Regions from separate parts of the Mus musculus genome. Here region 2 is linked to region 1. The links are chromatin contacts, called in public Hi-C maps. All regions are on one chromosome and are shown on one strand. Each heading gives the region's core, a stretch centred on a gene start, on an enhancer-like site or on the middle of the called end of the contact. The rest is flanking DNA. Distances are from core to core; before and after follow the strand shown.

The links. Hi-C and Micro-C count contacts between places; a contact is called where the count stands out from the background.
Region 2: a Hi-C map of uterus shows a contact between it and region 1, with 2.3 times the contacts expected there. The contact joins the promoter of Crhbp here to the enhancer-like site in region 1. A contact is called at or near these places in 4 of 484 Hi-C or Micro-C datasets (the C2C12 cell line, embryonic stem cells, nephron progenitors and 1 more), 1 of 115 datasets of contacts at active chromatin or transcription factors (embryonic stem cells) and 1 of 9 other capture datasets (liver).

The regions. Positions count from the first base shown.
Region 1 is chr13:95,542,559-95,548,337 of GRCm38.p6, forward strand. It overlaps Gm32640 (a long non-coding RNA gene), which reads right to left. Exons shown (of 3, transcript XR_382764.3): 2 at 3,257-3,391; 3 at 2,312-2,482. Among named protein-coding and RNA genes, the nearest start is that of Gm32640, 3.4 kb to the right of the region's middle. Within about 2 kb of position 3,378, at least 33 of the 459 cell types and tissues checked have an H3K27ac peak or open chromatin away from gene starts, as enhancers often do. A contact at or near this core is called in the C2C12 cell line and uterus, where this site is marked.
Region 2 is chr13:95,442,961-95,449,351 of GRCm38.p6, forward strand. Crhbp (corticotropin releasing hormone binding protein) reads right to left here and starts at 1,871. Exons shown (of 7, transcript NM_198408.3): 1 at 1,640-1,871; 2 at 1,216-1,309; 3 at 777-934. The coding sequence starts at 1,720.

The DNA of each region.
Region 1 (5,779 bases), core at 2,128-4,627:
CTACAACCATTTTACTTACAACTCTCAAATTACCCTCCCACCAGAATTGAAATTTTAGAGCTGCAAGAGATGTTGAGTCTGGACCACTAAGGGATGATAAAATGTCTAATGGAGACACTTGAGTCAGACTGAAGGTGGGTGGGAAACCAGGCACCGTTACCAATGCGGAAATGACCAGGATTCTCTATTACACTCTAGTACCTTGTTCCATGCGGAGACTTGTTAGATAGGCATGCTCTACAGCCTTCCCAAATCTAATATCAGATCAGAATAAAGATCCATGGGTGGGTCACATGCCTTGAAAAGCTACCATCAACCTTCTAATCTATAGAATGAAATAAAATGGAAAATGAGAACCTCAGCATCACACCAGATTGAGGGTCTATGTAGTGACATTATTTTTTTTAGAATTCTGAAGTTTTGATTTTTTTAAAAGATTTATTTATTTATTATCTATAAGTACACTGTAGCTGTCTTCAGACACACCAGAAGATGTGTGTCTTAACCACTGAGCCATCTCTCCAGCCCAGCACTCGAGTTCTTGAGGCTGTCTGAATCCATACATGGGTTAACATTGTTTAAGTTCATACATAATTAACACAATTCTAAATAACAGAGCCTAGACTAAGCAAATCAGAGTAACTTAATAATAGATAAAACATTGAAAGGCAATGCTGACTCCGTGGATGATATATTTAGTTCCTTGTGTAGCTATTCTAAAAGACAGTACTATCTAAAAATTATGCAATATAAAATGTGAGTCTATGAATAAAATCACCCTCACAAACACCCATATTGCAAGTGAATTAGTTCTATGTTAGTTTTACAAACACCCATTTTGCAAGTGAATTAATTCTATGTTAGTTTTACAAAATGAAAGCAGACAGTCCATTACCAACCATGACTCTCTTCTGGAAGCTGTTATACATGGGTGATGTCCAAAGATATCATCAGGGAAGACTGAAGAGACTTATACATGGAGAGTTATACATACATACATATATATATATATATATATATATATATATATATATATATATATATATATATCGGTGTCTGCTAAATTAGTAATTTGATGATTAATGTCTTCATCTATCAAGTAAAGAACTTACTGATTTACTGAACATATGAAACAGTATGTCCACCTACACAGAAAGTGAATAGGGCATAGTCATGAGTCTGGTTCATGTATTCAGTCACTCACTATGTGATACTCCATGGCAGGTTGAGCATACAACAGTAGACACGATGAATGTCACTCCTAACCTGGAGATCCTCATTGTGATATGGGAGACAAGACAGCCAGGCAATTATGAAGCACTTAGATCCACACTGAGGAAGAAAGAGGCTGAGGTAGTAGAGAAAAAAGATACAAAATAACTCTGGCATCTTTGAATCTGAAATTCTCCTCTACAGGGACATGTTTGAAAAGCTTGGACAGTCAGTCCAAGCTGACTGTCAACTATTTAGAAGGTGGGGCCTGGCTGTCAGAAGTCAGTCACTAAGAGAGGGTTTTGAAGGTTATACCTGGTCCTTGTGCTAGTCTCACTGTCTGTTTCCTGATCTGTAAATGATGTGAACACCTCAGACACACACCTCTATCATCATGAATGGCCATGCCTTCCCTGCCATAGTGGACCACTGCAAGCCTCTGACACCATAACCCAAATAAATCTTATATGAGTAGCTTCCACCAGGCATTCTCTTAAGTGACACAAAAGTAACCATACTCCCATTTCAACCCCTAACACTAGATGAAAGAGATCCCCGAATCTAATATCTTCCTTTTTGTTTTATCTTTGACTATGCCAAACCTCAACCAACCTTCCTAAACAACCAATGACCACCCACCTTGTCTCTCAGGACCCTCACATTTATGTACCCTTTGAAAAATTCCCAGATATCCAAACATCACACAGTCACAAAAATTATCTGCAGCTGGAAAAACCATGCCTCTGCTAGAGCACGAGACAAATCACGGTCAGCTGCTGCGGACGTTCTGGAAACAGCCTCACATCCCTACACCTGGGATTAAAAGAAACGCACATTCTTATAATATTTCTGTGTTTTTTAAAGAAATCAGGGGCTGGAGAGATGGCTCAGTGGTTAAGAGCACTGACTGCTCTTCCAGAGGTCCTGAGTTCAAATCCCAGCAACCACATGGTGGCTTACAACCATCTGTAATGGGATCTGATGCCCTCTTCTGGTGTTTCTGAAGACAGCTTCAGTGTACTTATATAAAAGAAAGAAAGAAAGAAAGAAAGAAAGAGAGAGAGAGAGAGAGAGAGAAAGAAAGAAAGAGAAAGGAAGGAAGAAAGAGAGAGAGAAAGAAGGAAAGAAAGAACTCTAGTGTTAGTAAAGTCATTACCCACTTACGGCAACATGGCGCACCTCCAGAAAGCGATGCTTCTAGCTCTTTGTTATATTCCAGGTCCTGGGAAGTTTTTGCTTCTGCATCATATTGTTTTATTCTACTGGGTTTCTGAAATGTGAAGAATGAATGTTAAAAATGATTTGCTTCTCTGCTTGTCTGCTTTCTCTATTCCTTATAGGACACAGTAGGGAAAGGGTGGATAGAAAACTCAAGATGGTGGAGAAGGAACCCCGGGAAAAGAGAGGAAGGAACAGAGGGAATGGAAGAAGAAGGCAGGTGGGAATGAAGAAAAGAATCTGAATGAGGAAGGAGAACACGAGAGAAAGATTGGGGAAGGTCGGACCACAGAGATGGTGGCAGAGACAGTGCTTACTGTCAAGCTCTGAGACATGAGTTCAATCCCCAGAGCTCACTGGTAGAAGAGAGAACAAACACTCCCAAAGCATCTTCTCATTGCCACAAGTATACTATATACACACATGCATATATGCACACTCACGAGTATACTATATACACACATGCATATATGCACACTCACGAGTATACTATATACACACATGCATATATGCACACTCACGAGTATACTGTATACACACATGCATATATGCACACTCACACATGCACATACATACATGCTTAAGGTTAAACATAGAAAAATACAATGGGTATGATTCTATTTTTTAAAAAGGCCAACCCTTGCTACTATTGCTTTGACAGGGTCACTGTAGCTGAGGCTGGTCTTGAACTCCTGGTTCCCGAGCCTCCTCCTCTTCGGGAGGGGAGGGATCACAGGTGTGAACCACACCGAGCATAAACTCACTCTTAGGTCATGATGTAGCCTTGTACAAGCCACATAACAAAGACTGGACAGATGTACTGCACCTGTGGTAGATTAGATGACTGTTCTCCATTCTTTGCTGCTGTGGGAACTGGTGGTTCAATAGAGTGGGCCAGGGAATGCGCTTCGCAGGCGGCCCTGGGTGGGGTGTGATGACTCAATGGGGACCACGGAATGTGCTGGAATTCACAATACATTTACTTAGTCCAGGGGAAGCTATGAAGACACATCCGGTTTTCTGCTTGCCCTTTTACATTCCTGTGATCTTCCATGAGGAAAACTATCTCCCAGGAGCTTCCAGTCTGAGGAAAGGAGAAGACATGCAGCACCATCTAACCTCCCCCACAGCCTGGACCCCAGCCCAGCAGAGCCCAGCAGAGCCCAGCCTCAGAGCCACGGCAGGCCTGAGGGCCTCCGAAAGATTATAGCGTTTGTTGCTGAGAGCCAGAGAACTTGGTTGTTAGGCAGCAAAAACCAATTTGCTGTGATCATTTCAGGGTGTTAAGATCATTGATCTTTCTCAGACATGTTGTGTTTTTCAAGTGTATTTGAGAGAATGGTGTGAGGACACGTTTCCCATTTCATCATTCATTACAGTGATACATTAGCAAACACGTTGGAATTCCACTTACATTGGGCAAAAGCCAGAAACCTGCTGAAACCTTAAAAACCCGGAGTACTGATCCACAGGCATTCCCTCTCCAGGTGCTCTCTGCCTAAGCAAACGTCAGTACACGCTTGCTTGGTAAAGGAAGATCAGCCTTTCCCACGGTTGCCTTTTAGACACCAGTTGTGTCTCACACAGTGGCAAACCCAGGCAGGGGGTGTGGGGGCTGGAAGGCCTTATACAGCTTGAGAGAATTAATACAGAGGAGACTATCAAAAATGTTCTCTTGACAAACCCCTTTCTGTCCTCTCAACTTTCAGTCAGAGTCAACTGTTGTCTTACTGTTTTCCTGGTCACTACTGGGAGACCGTTGGGTGAGACTACAGTAAACAAGGTGGGGAAAGCTATCAAAGGAAATGACTGATGGGAAAGAGAAAGAAGGAACACGGGAATGAAGAAAGTGATGAGAAAGAGGCTGAGGAGGAGATTAACCTATGAATAAGAGGTAGGGACCCCAATCTGGCAGACGGAAGTGGCTCTTTGCTGTGACATGGGCCACACAAGTCTGCCCCACTTCTTGCGGCATTCCTGGGCCATGGTGATGGCCGCCTTTCTCTGAACGCTGTAGTCTTCACTCTGGCTGAGATATCTTCCCTGGGCTCCAAGCCTCAACACTCTACTCGCTAACCAGTATCTTGCTGAGATCCCACGGCCCTAACCCTCTCGAGCTTTAGACTGGCTATAAGCTCTTCCAGGTAGGTACTGGCTTCAGGTCCGCCCCCATCCTGTCTCCAAGGAGACACTCAATCTCCATTAATTGCATGAATGAATGGATGGATGAACCGCTGCAGCAAAGCCAGCCAGGGGCACACACCTGCCTCACCGCCCTGCGGGCTGACAGTTTCTTTTTTCCGGTCAGGTTTTGACGGCTGAACTGCCAAACCCCTTTAACTTCAGAGACCCCGAGCTTCCACGGAACAACCATTTCTTCTGAGCTTGACATAGGGAAGCAGAGCAGCTGTGCATGGGAGACCTCACAGAGCCTGTTGTCTTAGCAACAAAGCAGATAAACAACAGCTAGGCTGTGCTGTGTCTTGATTTCCTCTTGAAAGAGGAGAGGGAAGGTCATAAGACCCCCCACAAGACTCTCCCCCTGAGATCTAATCACCAGTCCTGCCTGCCTGCCCCCGCCATGCCCCGCTGCCGGGAGTAATTATGTAAGTGTGACTAGTTCGTGCTCTTGCAAGCAAGGCAAATAAACGTATACCCACAGTTTGGACTTGACCAACTCTGGTCTACAGGCCCTGTCTCTAGCGAGGTGAATAGACATTTTCATATCCCCCAGAAGCCTGGGATCTGAGGTGATTTTGTTGACTAATTGAACAGCAAGTCCCACCAACAAAATAAATATGGCTAAAAGCCATCCTTCTCAAATCCTAAGAAACTTGAACTTGAGAAAAGAGATTATTAGTTCTTGTATTTACTGTTGTTTATTTGGTTTTTGTTGATTTTGAGCAGAATCTCCTACGTAGACCAGGCTAACCTGGAACATGCAATCTCGCCTCTCAAATGTTGTAGTCACAGGCCTGTATCATGACATGGCCAGTGGTTCTTTTTGGTTTTGTTTTGAGACAGGGTCTGGCTATGTAGCTTCAGCTATCCTGGAACACACTGCCAGGCTGGCCTAAAACTCACAGAGATCTATCTGCCTCTGCCTCCTGAGTGCTGGGATTAAAGGTGTGCGCCATCACACAGGGTTCAGCCTGTGATCATAAGCACTCCAGTTTCATGCCTGTTTGGTATCAGCACAGAAATTTTCCTAGGTTTGGTTCTTAGTGCTTCCTGAGTGTGGTTTATCTACACATCTGGGTTATAAGCTGGGTGAGGGTCTCACTCTCCATGCCTTTGCTCCCAAATCAAGCACTCTTAGGGATGTATCCAGGCCTGGAGAGCACCTGTC
Region 2 (6,391 bases), core at 621-3,120, 100 kb before region 1:
TCACCTCAAGCTACTTTTTAAAATATTTCTAAATGCTGAAATCTGGCAGTGCTGCCTGGTTAGCCATGTAAGACTTCCTCTTTGCCTCCTGGGACAAAGGGTCAAAGTCAGTTGACCCGGTTCTCAGAAATCACCGCAGGTCTCCATTTTAATGAGTCCATCATAGCACAATTACCAACTGCCGGGTTGCAAATTATTTCTAACAAGCTTGACAGGTTCACCAGTGGTTTTGGAGATCTAAAATGTGAATGTTTCTTGGAGCGGTAGAACTCTATCCTGTGGCCTCTGGGGGCTGAAATGGGATGTGTGGAGCTGGGAGTTCTCTTCCTCTTCTTGCTTCTCTCAAGCTCTACCTCCTGGCAGCATCCCTCTCCCAACCAGTGCCCCACTACTTCAAAACCACCATCAGCCCGGGCTCCTGGAATTACAAAATGAGTTCAGATCTCAGATCGCAAGCGAACCCTCCTGGAGAGCTCCTGCTAATTATTTTTGCCATGTTTTGTACGCCGCAGATTGCATCATAGCGTCTCACACTGCAAGTTCAAGTGCTAGGAAGTTCCCAGGAGTTGGGGAGAGCACAGAAGGGAAATTAAACCATCGACGTCCAGGGGCGCTAGACCTGCAGCGTTTGGCGCTAGACCCTTCCTAGGAATCCAGCCTCCGGGGCTCTCCCAGGGAGTTTCTGAGACTCGAGCACTTAGAGGTTTAGTTGTCCCCCACATGGACGCGCTTAGGGGAACGTGGGCTGGGGCCGCGAGTAGTGGGGACCCCCTCACCTTCAGGAAATCCCCGCCTTGGCAGTCGATGGAGACCAGGTCATAGTGGATGGTGATGAATTCCTCGGGTTCGCCGATGAAGAAGGCGGCGCAGTGCAGCTGCGGCCGGTCTGCGGTGAAGGTGAACTGGCCAGGGAGGCTCAGCATGTCCAGGCACCCTGGGAGAGAGCATGGAGCCCGGGGTTCCCAGCTGTCTTGGGAAGCTGCTCTCAGCGCGCCCCATTCCCCGGCTCCGCAGCGCGCCCCAACCTGGAGCTCCCAGCTTAGGCTGCACTGGGTTCCCTCGCTCTGGCTTGGAAGGAGCCGCGTGGATGCTGCAACCCAGGGGTCCCAGCCAGCCCCCCCCCCCCCGCCCCGACCAGATATCCTGCAAGCCTGTGTCCTAGGTTCTTAGCCTCCCGCCTCCCGGGCACCCACACACTGGACAGCCCCAACTCACGCAGAGCCCGTCGGTACGGCTGCTCCTCTGCCAGGTCCCGCTTCAGATTGGCACTGAAGAGCAGGAGAGGGTCGTAGACCGCGGCTTCTTGCACCTGGAGAGGAAAGTGGATCGTCTGGAAAAGTTCAGGGGGAGGGAAAGAAAGCGAAGCAGGAGCAGGGAGCCCTTTTTGCAGCTCAGAGAAGCAAATGGGGCAGGGGGCAGTGGGGCATGTCTCCTGAGTTCAGAGTTTATGCGTGAGTCGAAGACTATTTCCACCAGATTAGGGTACCCAGCCCAGAGAAAGGCAGGCAGTTAGGATGCTCAGGGGCACGGAGAAAGCTGTCTAGGTGAACCAGGGAGAAAGGATCAAAAGTTGGTCTGCTGTCCCTGGCTAAATACTCAAGGGATAGAAAGGTGTTAAGCTCGAGAAAGGATGGCTCACCTCTAGGTAGCGGCTCTCTCCCCTTAGAGCTGTCAGGAGGATCAGAATGAAGTGACATTGGAGTTTGAAGTTCGGTGACATGCTGGCCTTGTGTCTGCAGCTGGAGTGCTCTGCTGCGGAGATCTTAGGCGTTTCTTCCCACACCTTCGCCCACACTGAGAGCTCAAAGCAGCGAGGGTCCCTTTGCTGGGTCTCTTTTATAGAGCAGTAGAGGGGAGGCTCTCTGCCCCTTAACTGATCTGAGCTTAGTTACCATGGGTTACCCTGCCTCGGTGACAAAATGCGTGGCAATGACGAGGGTCCAGCTCTCAGCCACAAATATTTCAGCATGGCCCCGCATTATTCATCAAGAGTGACACTTCAGTCACGAGGACCTAGTGACCTGAACGCATAGCCGAAAGAATGAGGCAGAGGCAGAGAGATTCGGGGAGAGCCTTTCACTTGGCCTGTAAAACGTTACATTATATTCATTATACATATCTGGGGAACTTTTGGTTTTATAAAAGCAAATGACAGACATGTCAGACACATATGACCTCCTCATGGGGCCTAGCCATATAACTGTGGATGGGACTCTGATGGGAATGGCCAGAGCGTAGTATCAGTACGGCTATCATTCCCCTCCAGAAGAAATATGAGGTGGTTTCAGCCTCAAAACTTTGACAGAGCCTGATTTTATAGAATATTGCAGAAATAAAATCCGGGCTTCCTGTCCCTTGCTTTATCCCGATCCCGCTTCTTATCGGCCTTTCCTTAATGAAGAGCAAGAATCTGCAGACTTCTGGATGTCAGAGGGGCTGTCCCTGATCTGTACGTTTCCGGTGCTCTGGACACCTGGGCAGTGCTCTGTAGCCAGGACTTCGGCCTCAATGAACCACTGAGAGAAAGTCGCTCTACGCCGTTCCTCCCAGCACCTGCGTTACTCTGACTCACCCGAGGGAAACGTGCTGACGCTTCCACAACTCACACACAGCTCCCGTGGAACGAGAGGGAATCCACACAGGAGTGGTGTGTAAGCTCACTTTTGCCGATTTGGCAGAAGACCATGGCTTCTGCTTTTGTCCAGAGCTGGGGACAGTATAGAGACAGCCCCTCCAGTTTTCCCCACCCCTTCAAAACAGGCAGTAAACACTGCTAGAAAACTCGAACTCAAGACCACAGCGTAAGGTTTTAAGGAAAGAAAAAGGATTACATTTGTGGCGAAAACACTTGAAAGAAACAGAAATCTGTTAGGATTCTGTCAGGATGTCAGAATTGGTTGTTTTCCTATTTGAGACAACACTGAGATCTGCAGGGGTGGGTCTCAGGGTTTACACCAGGGGGGTCTTCCTTTTCCTGATCTAATGCTATAAACAGTCCTTAGACCAGACCACAGAGCAGAAAGAACACACCAAGTTCATGAGCCCTGGCACCACGCCCTTCTCTGCATCCTCCACTGTTTAGGCATCTGAATTTCAGACAGGGATAGGGAACACTGAGGGGAATGAAAGGAAAGAATTTAATAGCTTAACATCGCCTGCCTGCCTGCCTGCCTGCCTGCCTTACAGGCATCCAGCCATCTCCAGGACTATCTCCCTAGAGAGATTTTCAGGCACGTTCACCTGGCATACCATGATCTACCCTCCTCTCTCATCCGCGCAGACCAGGCTTTGGCCAGCCCAGGGCTCACCCCGACACTTACGTCCAGCCCAATACCGTCTTTTCCACTTTGGGGGTTTGGCACCTGTGTCACCTCAGCTCCAAGTTACTTGTGAACATTATCAAGACCATCTTGTTTTCTGGCCCACCCCTTCACATACATACCTACCCCCACCCTACCCCCACCCTACCCCCACCTCTGCCAGCACAGGGACAGCGATGTTCTCTGCATGCTTGCGTGCAAACAAGCAAGCCCAGAAACAAATAAATAGGTTTTAAAAAAAGGTTTTAAAGAAACAAGATGAAGCTAGTCTTAGTGGCATGTGACTGTAATGGCAGCACTGAGGAGGCAGAGAGAGGATAAGAGAGGGGAGGGGAGGGGAGGGGAGGGGGAGGGGGAGGGGAGAGAGAGAAAACGAACCATGGAATAAGGCTTACGATAGCCCAAATCAATAAAACTGCTTGCTTTCACAGAGACTTGTTGTTTGATTTGGTTGCTATTTATTTTCTTGTAGTGAGAAAATGGCATGAGTTCTAGTTCCTGACAGGCATTTCAGCAAGGACACAGTACAGATTGTAGGGATGGTGCTAGCCTGCTGATTCTAGAGCTTATCCACCCTGCACATCTGGAATTTCACCTGTGTAGATGAACAATTCCACCCCCGACTCAACCTCTGGCATCCATTGCTCTCCCTTCTGCTGCTCAAAGGTGGCTCTTTTTTTTTTAGAAACTTCGGATAAGTAGAACTCTCAGTACTCAAGAGGGTTGGGAATCACAAGAGTTCCCAACCAGTTTGGGATACATAGCAATAACCTAGTCAGGCATTGGTAGCACATACCTTTAATCCAAGCACTTGGGAGGAAGACATGGGATCTCTGTGAATTCGAAGCCAGCCAGGTCTAACATAGCGGATGAGTTCCAGAAAAGCCAGGGCTATGTAGAGAGCTCTTGGCTCAAAAGCAAAAATAATAAACAAAGAACCCGCCAGAATCCTGCAGTATTTGCCATCTATGACTGGCTTATTTCAGTTGAGGCTCATCTAGATTTAGTATGCAATGGGACTTCCTTCCCCTTTCTTCATAAAAGCCATCTCGACACACAACAGGTGCGAAGTCAAGGCTCACTGAGCCTTTCCTTGCTTTTTTCGGTGATATTGATCATCTTTTTGTATAATTATTGGTCATTGATGTGCATTCTTTGGGAAAATGTCTCTTCAAATCTCAAATCTGAGCTGGGTCTGCATGCTTTTAGTCCCAGGACTCAGGAGGCAAGGAACAGTTGATCTCTGAGTTCAAGGCCAGCCTAATCCACGGGGTAAGTTCCAGAATAGTCAGGACTATACAGAGAAACTCTGTCTCAAAAAAATAACAGCAACAAAATCCCGAGCCTATTGGATATTAGGTTTTTGTTTGCTCTGCCTTATAGAATTTCTCATATATTGTAGTGATCAATGCATTATCAGCAGAACAGTTGTGTATTTTATAGCATCCAATGGTTTACTATTTTCCAGGATTGATTGAGTCTCTTACTGTGCATAAACTTTTAAATTTCATTCGGCACCCATGGCTTATCTTATTTCTACTTTTGTTGCCTGTGTTTTTTGTTGTCACAGTTATGAAATCATTGTAAAGGTCAATATTGTAAATCTTTTCCCATTTTTCTGGTAGTTTTACAGTTTAATAGCTTCCATTTAAGTTATTGATCCATTTTTAGTTTATTTTGGTGAATGATGTAGCATAAGACTTCAAGTTCATTCTTGTGTGTGTGGACATCTGGTCTTCCCAATACCATGCATTACCAGGACCTTGTGTGGGAGCCCTAGAGTCAACCCATAAACCACATGAACACCAATTTCAGCTAAGCAGGAATGGCTTACTGAACGCACATCCCCAAGACCGATCGACCAGGGCAACAGCTCAAAGCTGGACATCTCTCAGGGACAGCTTATAAAGGCTAAAAACACAAAAACACAAGGAGCTCATACACAGATGTTGGAAGTGCTGCCCAGGGGTCAACCCTGACTCAAGTCATTTTAGACATAACAGTTCATATTGACCTTTAATTTGATGGGGCCTTCAGGAAGCTTATAGTTGTGGAATTTCTTAAGATTAACAAAGCTTATAACATATGGAACAAAACTGGGTATGTGGTCAGCATGACCCCTACTCCGAGTCAAGTTATTTTTCTGTGCCAATGACGGACAGACATATTACGGCAACAATATGAAATAGTTGGCAGGCAAGGAACCAAATGGCTACAGCTATGCTGGGCGGGGAGGCTTCAACATATGTGTCCTTTCCTCATTGTATACTCTTGATATCCTTGTCCAAGTGGAGTTTGCTGTTCTTCTTAATGGGCCGGTATCTCTCCTTATGCCAGGACCACAGCTGACAACTCTGGGGTCTAAATTTTGAAGTCAATAAGTTTGATGCCTTCTGGTTTTGTTTTTTTGTTTGTTTGTTTGTTGGTTGGTTGGTTGGTTTTGTTTCCTTCAAGGTTTTTGTTTTGTTTTGTTTGAGGTTCCATATTAATTTTAGAGTTGTTTTTGTATCTTTTAAATCCAACATAGATTTTATTATATTAATGGAACGATTTATACTCATTAAGATTATTTTTCAGCGGTATTAAAAATCAGAGGGAGCTAAGTGAATCTGATTTGCGGACCTAGTGTGAGTCAGACTTTGGATGATACTCTCATGTTTCAGCTATAGAAGATCTCCAGTTGAGAGAAACTACACGTTTGGGAGGTAGGGCTCGAGCGATAACAAGCTGAAGTATAATCCGTACATTAGTATAATCTATTTTCAAGATATGAAGATTATTGGGTGTTTTTTTGTTTGTTTGATTGTTTGTTTGTTTTTTTAAATCCCAAATATTCAATTTACCAATGAAGACTCAAAAGCCAGATGCTAGGGTGAAAGCCTGCTAGCTCAGAGAGTCAGAGAAAGCACTAAGCTGACCTTCCTCCTCCACCAATGTCCCAGAGGGAAAAATGCCTTCTTTCTCCTTCTCCACACTGTCTTAAATGGCCTTCAACTCAAAGACCCTCCTTTCTTCCTCCTGTCCCCTTCCTGTTAAATGGTAGCTTGCTCAGCCTCTTGACCTATCTTTGA